2 separate regions of the Rattus norvegicus genome follow, and region 2 is linked to region 1. Evidence: chromatin contacts called from public Hi-C data. All regions are on one chromosome and are shown on one strand. Each heading gives the region's core, a stretch centred on a gene start, on an enhancer-like site or on the middle of the called end of the contact. The rest is flanking DNA. Distances are from core to core; before and after follow the strand shown. Region 1 overlaps Rtn4 (reticulon 4). Region 2 overlaps Eml6 (EMAP like 6).

Region 1 (4,020 bases), core at 790-3,289:
TATTTAAAAACAACTTTAAAAAAAAATAATAAAGAATAGTGAGTTCCTACTATTCACTACATTTGACTTACTAATAATTAAAACCATGACTTATTTAGGTCATAAATCTTTCAATACAAACAGGGCTGACAAACTGATACAGTGGGTAAAAAGGCACAAGTTGGATGACCTGAGTCTGATACCTGGGACCCATAGGACCCATGGATGTCATCCTCCGATCTTCATATACACGGCAACATGGGGAGCCCACACACTTACACACATAAAAATTTTTCAATGTGGGGATAGGGGGCATCAATACAAAAATGGAATAGAAAATATCCCTAACTTCACATTTCCAATTTCTCTAAACCATGGTGTAGTTTTCCATTCATAGCAAAAGCTATAGATTTAATACCATTTTAAGTTAAAGTTAAGTATTTTTAATATGTATCTATCTACGTACTCCTAAACACGCCTTGCACAAAACATGACAACTTTTAGTTATAAAAATTAGTTATAAAGGTCTGCATACGTGGAGTACATGCATGTTCCTCATATTTTTTACAGAAAAAATCTCAATCTTGCAAAGTCTGTAGTCTGAAAGGAGACATTCCCAAATTTGTTTCAATATTCTCACTTTCAGGTATGCAAGGCTCTGTTAATGCTTCATGGCTTTTCATATTTGAGTTGGTTTACATTTATACAAAATAAACAAGGTGGTGGTGCTACATATAAGAAAAGCCAACACGTTATTATTTTAGTGCCTATCACACCTCTCACAAGCATACGAAGTAAATGTAAAAGCCATTAAACAGATCACACACACACACACACACACACACACACACACACACACAGCACCTTATATACACAGTTTAAGTCAACCTTGGCTATAATAAAGCACAGACGAATAATTTGGTCTCAGAACATAGCTCCAAGAATTCAAACAACACTGGCAAAATTAAATTCAACACCCGTAAGCCCAAATTCTACCAACAGAGATGAGATTAAGTTAAAAAAAAAAAAAGTAAAGAGAATTCTATTCACTGTTTAAACATTCTTCCTACAGTAAAGTATGTAATCCAGTCCTTAAGAGAAAGGATACCAGACTCAGTAGAAGTCTCAGGAGATTTAATCTTTTAACAGTACTAAGCTACTAACCACATCTACCTTTTCCCACAGTAGATATAATAAGACTATTGCTCTTTTTTTCTTAAGAGTGAGAACCAGGCGCTGGAGAGATGGCTCAGTGGTTGAGAGCACTGACTGCTCTTCCAGAGGTCCTGAGTTCAATTCCCAGCAACCACATGGTGGCTCACAGCCATGTGTAATGAGATCTGATGCTTTCTTCTGGTGTGTCTGAAGACAGCTACAGTATACTTATATATAATAAAGAAATCTTTAAAACACACACACACACACACACACACACACACACACACACACACACACACAAAAGCCTTTCTCTATTTTCTACAATGCAGTCCCGCTACTTACAAAAAAAAAAAAAAGAAAAATCTAGAAAAAGACAATGAATGAATGACCAAGTTTAAGTGAGCTTTAGCTCAATTTAGAATTAAAAACAGGTATTTTCCTAAGATTAGCAGTTCTTAAAATTGGTTAATGACAAACTCAGCCTAACTCCTCCCTAGGCTCAAGGGAAGGCTAGCATTTCAGGCACCTGGGCAGGCCCTTTGCTCCTCCCCGCTTAGCAGTAGCACATACACCTACACCTCATCCACTTCAAGCTTTCACAGAAGTTGAAATGACTTCCAGACAAGACTAGGAAGCCCTATACGAGTTCACAAGGGAAGACTGCAAGAGTCTTGAAGCATAATCAAACTGAATTTTAATGCTACTGAAACTTCTCACGAAGGTCATCTAAAGCAGTTGAACTTCCCAATCTACAAAAGCACTAGTAAAAATAGGCAATATTACACTTTCTCCTAAAATCTGACAGTCTGTAATCACTTTTTCTTCATCCTAAACAGCTTCTCTACAACCAGTCTTCTCTTGGTGAAACCACGCCCTCCTGCTCCTTCTACTGCTGTTAGAGCTAACTTCTCCTGGTACTCCACTAATGCAGGCTCGGAGCTACTGGCTTTGCTTCCCTATCTTTAGCTTTTGAAGAAGATACCCTCACTTTGCATTTGTTGTATATTCTTTATCATTGCTTGGCATTTCCATCACTTCAAAGTGTCTGGAACTCAATTTGGCCTTCAAAATGAAATCTGATGCTAAGCACAGTTGTTCATTGCGATTGTGACTTCATATAGTCCTGCAACCTATGAGAAGTATCAAATATTTCTTCACTTATTGTTCTTAAATCTGTTACTTCCTTTTCATTCCCACTTCAGATGAGGAGGTTCTGGGTGTTCTTTTGTAAAAACCGGGCATAACTACAGCCATCCCAAACTCAGGCTTTTCTCCTCCAGCTTATACTACACCACAGATGGCCTTCTGAACCAGTCATCAGTTATTACTACTTACTTAAAACATCAAACCAACACAACCTGGCCCAGAACATCTTGTCATAAAACCCCAGAGAACCTCAAAACTGGAACCCTATAAAAACTTAGAGGAAGTTTCTTACCTAGTCAAAATCAAAGCATATTAGAACTGAAGTGTGAGCCCCTAGATTGTTTTCCAAATCTGCCCAGTAATAAAATGATGACACCAGATTGCCAGACCCTATAAACTTGCTTTGATAGAATCACAGGAATCATTTTTTTTTTTTGTGAACCACAGAGAAGCTTCAGGAAATCTGACCTAGACCTTCTAACCTTCTGTCATCTTTGATCCTACAAATCTATCTTTCCACTATTATCCTATACAATCTACTCTATCCAAAATATTCTAGTCACTGTCTTGGTCCTATCTTCTTAGTGCTTACAAAGCAGGTGTGATTAGAAAGGAAGGAAAAACTACAGGGATGGGAAGAGAACAGAGCCCAACAGAGCCGCTCACCTGGTGAAGCCTCTTACCAACTAAGAATCAAGAATTCCAACAAAATTAACATTTGCAAATTCTTAGGAATCTCAACGGAAGTCCAGCTTACAAACAAAAGGGCATGTCCTAGTTCCTGGTGCAACCCTAAACTCCTGAGTTTATCTTATTAGGTTTGAGCCCATCCAAGGAACTATGAGTTCTATAATCTCATGTACAGAAAAAGTTTCTGAGCAATCCTTTGAAATGTACCTTGAGAGCCACAAAAATGCTATGCTGCTGCTAATTCCAATTCTTTGAGAACTGTGAGCACAGTATATTATATTTTCTTCCCAGGCACCTCTTTGTCTTTAATCTTTTCTTCCTACCGTATGGTCTAAATTTCTTTCCTGTACTGTCTGAAAAAGAACCTGCGGGCTGACCTGGGTTACAGTGTGGAGTTGTCTCTCTCTGCTGCTGACATCACTCTTCCATCACTCTCCCATCACTCTCCCATCACTCTCCCATCACTCTTCCATCAGTCTTCCATCACTCCTCCGTCACTCCTCCATCACTCTTCCATCACTCCTCCATCACTCTCCCATCACTCTTCCATCACTCTTCCATCACTCCTCCATCACTCTTCCATCACTCCTCCATCACTCTCCCATCACTCCTCCATCACTCTTCCATCAGTCTTCCATCACTCTTCCATCAGTCTTCCATCACTCCTCCATCACTCCTCCATCACTCCTCCATCACTCTTCCATCACTCTTCCATCAGTCTTCCATCACTCTTCCATCACTCCTCCATCACTCCTCCATCACTCTCCCACACACCTGACCTGACTCACAAGTCTTCCTTCCTTCCTTCATCTTCATCTAACTTTTCCATAGAACCTCAATAATGAAATATTATAGATTTCATTTGTCAACATATTCTGCCAATAAACAGAAAATAGTAAGACTGTAACAATACCAATTATAATACTGTTCTTTACCAAAACGACTAGATATCTAATAAGCAAAAACATTTAAAACTTCACCAAAACAAAAGCAAAGCCAAACACGAAATCAGAATTCTATTTGTTACTGGTGACAGATTTGGGAAGG
Region 2 (4,020 bases), core at 832-3,331, 130 kb before region 1:
ATTTAAAAATCTAGAAATCCTACTATCTAATTTTAAAAAAAGGAAAGAAAAGAAAAGGAAGCCCGGTATGGTGGCATGTGTCTGCAATGCCAGCATTTGAGAAATTGGGCTTGCTGTGGGAATTCAAGGTCATTCCTGGGGCTTGCCTTGGGTGTTCAAGTTCATCCCTAGGGTTAGGCTCTGGAGGTCAAGGTTATTATTCCTGGGGCTAGCCTCTAGAAGTCAATATTTTACTGGCTACATATCAGGTTCCTGAGTTAAATGGAAACTATGACAGAGGCTTTTTACTCTGCTTTGTTAGGGTTTAAGAAGCTACTTGAAGTGTCTCTGTGATCTTTAACATCTCAGCATTTTCTGTTCTAATGGGTTCTGTCTCTGCAGCAGGTGGTGCCGACTCTTGTAGCGAAGAATCTGACTCAGACGTCTCTGATGTTCCAGAACTGGACTCTGATATTGAACAAGAAACTCAGATCAATTATGATCGCCAGGTCAGTAAGGGGAGAATAAAAGCCTGGACCCCCATTCGATTTTAACACTGCCCAGAAAACAGATAGAGCAGAACAACAGAACAAAAATGCAGCAAAAATAAGTAAACTGCTCTTATCTTGCCTTTGGATATAGGTTAGCAATAACATTTACTACACCATTAAGTATTTACATGAAAGGCTGGAGAGATGGCTTGGTGGGTAAGAGCACTGGCTACTCTTCCATCGGGCCTGGGACTCCCTGCACCCACATAGTGACTCACGGCCATCTCTGACTCCAGTCCCAGGTGATCCTGTATCTTCTCCTACATCAGCAGGTGCCAGTCCTACATGGAATGCACAGACATGTTTGCACGCAAAACACTTTTACACATTAGATTACTTTTTAGCTAGGCAGTGGCAGCACAATCCTAAGACTCTAGAGGCAGAGGTAGGCAGATCTCTGTGAATTGGAGACTTGCCTGGTCTATTTATAGTTAGTTCCATAACAGCCACAGAGAAACCCCATCTTAAAGAGAAGGGGGGAAGAAAGGAAGAAAAATAAAAATAAAAACAACAAACGAAAATTAGTTTTTTAATTAAGTGGAAGGTAGTTGCAAAGTTTTCAGGAGAAATTCTGAGCATTTGAGCCTTTTGATTCCTATGAAGCTGTATTGTATACATACTTACATAATTATTATTTTGCAAAGAAAAATGCATCTAAAGTGCAAGTTTTTCTCATTTCCTTAGCAAATCATAAAACATGTATATTTTACCTTGAAGAATGGTAGTCTGCATGAGAGCTGTTATCTTCATTTCTTGTTCAACTTAGCCATTATCTGTTTATTTAAAGTAAACCCAATTACAGTGTTTCCAGTAAAAACCTATTCTTGTATAAAAATTGGTTAGTTGAATCCAGTTTCCCTTCCACAAAAAATAGTATCATTTTAGCAGAAAGTGGGGGGAGAGGCTGTTACAGTAGTACTTGGAAGGAATCTTGACATACATATCTATATCATGATGGTAATTGCCAGGGTTTGATTCTTCTCCCCTTGATATAGATATAGTATTTGTAGTCTATAAAAAGTAGAAGTGTTGTATAAGTAACATGTGTTAGTAGGTTTATAGGTGAAACAGATTCTATATAGAGTGAATAAGATAATGGATTCCAGATACATAACTGTCAGTGCTGCCCAGGGAGATGCACCAGATAGGTCTATGGCTGCTAACACACACCAACTGTCTTCATGTGGCTGATCCAAATCCAGGCAGGTTAGTCAAGTGGCTCGCCCACTTCCACATGGCTTTTGTTTTAAGAGAATGCTTATGTGGCCCTCTCTCTATGCACTTCTAATGTATCAGCACTGAATTTACTTCTTTTCTTGTATAGTCATTTCTTCCTAATTCTGTGTTGGAAAAGTCTGATTGGCATAAAGACAGTGCAGCTGACAGTTCAGACCAATCTCATAATTAGATCACTTTGACTGTGAACTGGTAAATGTATTGTGCAATATAAAGCAAAAAAAAATTAGGAAGGTAACCATAGCAGTGAGAATACCACAGAAACACTGAGCAATACACCCAGGAGAAATGAAGCCTAAGCAGACAGCAGAAGCTCTGGGAGGGCCGCCACTTGGTTTTGCTGGAGGGTTTTTATTTAATGTTGCTAGGAAACCGTGGTACAACATGGCTGGTGAAACTCATGCCTTGGGCTTGCTTATTATCTGTGATTCATTTTTCATTGTTTCCACACATATTGATTTACAATATTCCCAAGTTATTCCTGAGGAGAGATTTTTATTCTGTTCAACAGATGAGAAATTGAGGCCCATGATATTATAATATATGATCCTCTAAGCAGTAGAAATGTCCCAGAATTCAGTGCTCTGAGATAAGTTATTAATGCCTGATAAAAAGAATCATGCATTCGGATGAATAATTATCTTTAGAATGAGAAGAGTAGTTCCTTACATCTAAGGCATATGAAAGAACCTTCTGACTTACTTTTTGATGGCTTAGGCCATGTCCTAAAAGGAAACTTTATTATAGCTATATTTCCTCATTTTTCAGTAATGTAGTTGATCTAATTGTTGTGGGGATTTTTCCGTAATAAGCAATCTGATGCCAGTGTGAGTGGAAGAGAGATATCACTAGTGGACTGAAACTAGGACAGCTTTGATGCCTGGTCCAGTTTATATTCTCATTGATACCGTAAAACCACATGGTGGGGCAGGCAAACAATGGAGATCTCACAAAAGCAAACTCAGCAGTCAGCATGTTGTTAAGGTCAATAACGTGTGGTCTCCGGGTCATTCTGTTCCCAGTAGCAAGTGAAGTCATGCTTGGCAAAGGCACAGTACAGGCAGTGCTTAAGAAATCAATAAATCAGCATCTAAAATTGGTCTTTTCTATATTACTCTACTTCAAGATGAAATGTTTCTTTCCTGAAGATGAAGAATTACTGATAAATTGGTTTTTGGGTTTTTTAAAAATTTTTTATTAATTTTTATTTATATGAGTACACTGTAGCACACCAGAAGAGGGCATCAGATCCCATTATAGATGTTTATGAGCCACCATGTGGTTGCTGAGAATTGAACTCAGGACCTCTGGAAGAGCAGTCAATGCTCTTAACCACTGAGCCATCTCTCCAGCCCGATAAATTGGGGTTTTTTTTTACATATTAAAATAATTTTTGAAAATCAAACATGAGAAAGGTAAATAACAGATTTAATTTTTCATGTGCATTTAAACTGTAGAAAATACTCTTTTACTAGCAGTCCTTGACTCTTGGTTGAACCCATAGAGTATTTCAGACTCAGATATGCAAAATTCACAAAGCCAGAAAAGAAAGGAAACCACAAAGAAAAAGTCTAGAGAGAAAACTGAGGAAGCTCCTGCTTTACAAACATCTGAATCTTCGAAGATGTCTTGCCTTATGGAGTTAAATATATTTAATCAATAATTTGTTTTCTTTCTTACTTACTAAAACATCAACTTCATTTATTTATTTTCTGGATATAATTACTTAAGGAAGCAATAGCAATCAAGGAGGAGAGGAAACCGTTTTACATCTCTGGTATTTGAAAGATTTCGTGTTAGTTTTGCTCTATTAGGGAGAGTAATACTGATCCTATGTTACATAAAGCCCACATTGTAGTGAGGCCTGAGGAGGGCGTACTGGCTAAGCGTCTTTGTTGTCATTGTAGGTTTACAAAGAAGATCTACCTCAGCTAAAGCAACAAAGTAAAGAGAAAAACCATGCAGTGCCCTTCCTGAAAAGGGAGAAGGCTCCTGAGGACAGCCTGAAACTGCAGTTCATACATGGGTAGGTAGCCTGCCCTGGGGACACTGAGTTTCTTCCTCTGTCCCTGCCAAGCTACTTATCAGTCAGTCTTCCTACCCGGCCAGAAAGACCCTTCTTTGAAATGCTCCCTCTCCAGGTTGCACCCGTCCCTACAGTGAGGTCTCAGCTGGCTCTGTCCAGCTTTACTGGGCAGCACATACTTGACATGGTTCCGTGCTACCCGGGGCTTTGCCATGTCCACACGGTCTA

What was found. A called contact is a pair of places that touch in the nucleus more often than the background predicts.
Region 2: a Hi-C map of psoas muscle shows a contact between it and region 1, with 2.4 times the contacts expected there. The contact joins two enhancer-like sites. A contact is called at or near these places in 5 of 12 Hi-C or Micro-C datasets (the A7r5 cell line, frontal cortex, kidney and 2 more).

Annotation. Positions count from the first base shown.
Region 1 is chr14:107,678,365-107,682,384 of GRCr8, reverse strand. The region is part of intron 3 of Rtn4 (reticulon 4); the gene reads right to left. All of the region lies in intron 42 of Eml6 (EMAP like 6), which reads left to right. Among named protein-coding and RNA genes, the nearest start is that of Rtn4, 29 kb to the right of the region's middle. Within about 2 kb of position 2,039, at least 1 of the 93 cell types and tissues checked has an H3K27ac peak or open chromatin away from gene starts, as enhancers often do.
Region 2 is chr14:107,806,787-107,810,806 of GRCr8, reverse strand. Eml6 (EMAP like 6) reads left to right here. Exons shown (of 44, transcript XR_010057763.1): 13 at 382-488; 14 at 3,674-3,792. Among named protein-coding and RNA genes, the nearest start is that of Rtn4, 160 kb to the right of the region's middle. Within about 2 kb of position 2,081, at least 6 of the 93 cell types and tissues checked have an H3K27ac peak or open chromatin away from gene starts, as enhancers often do.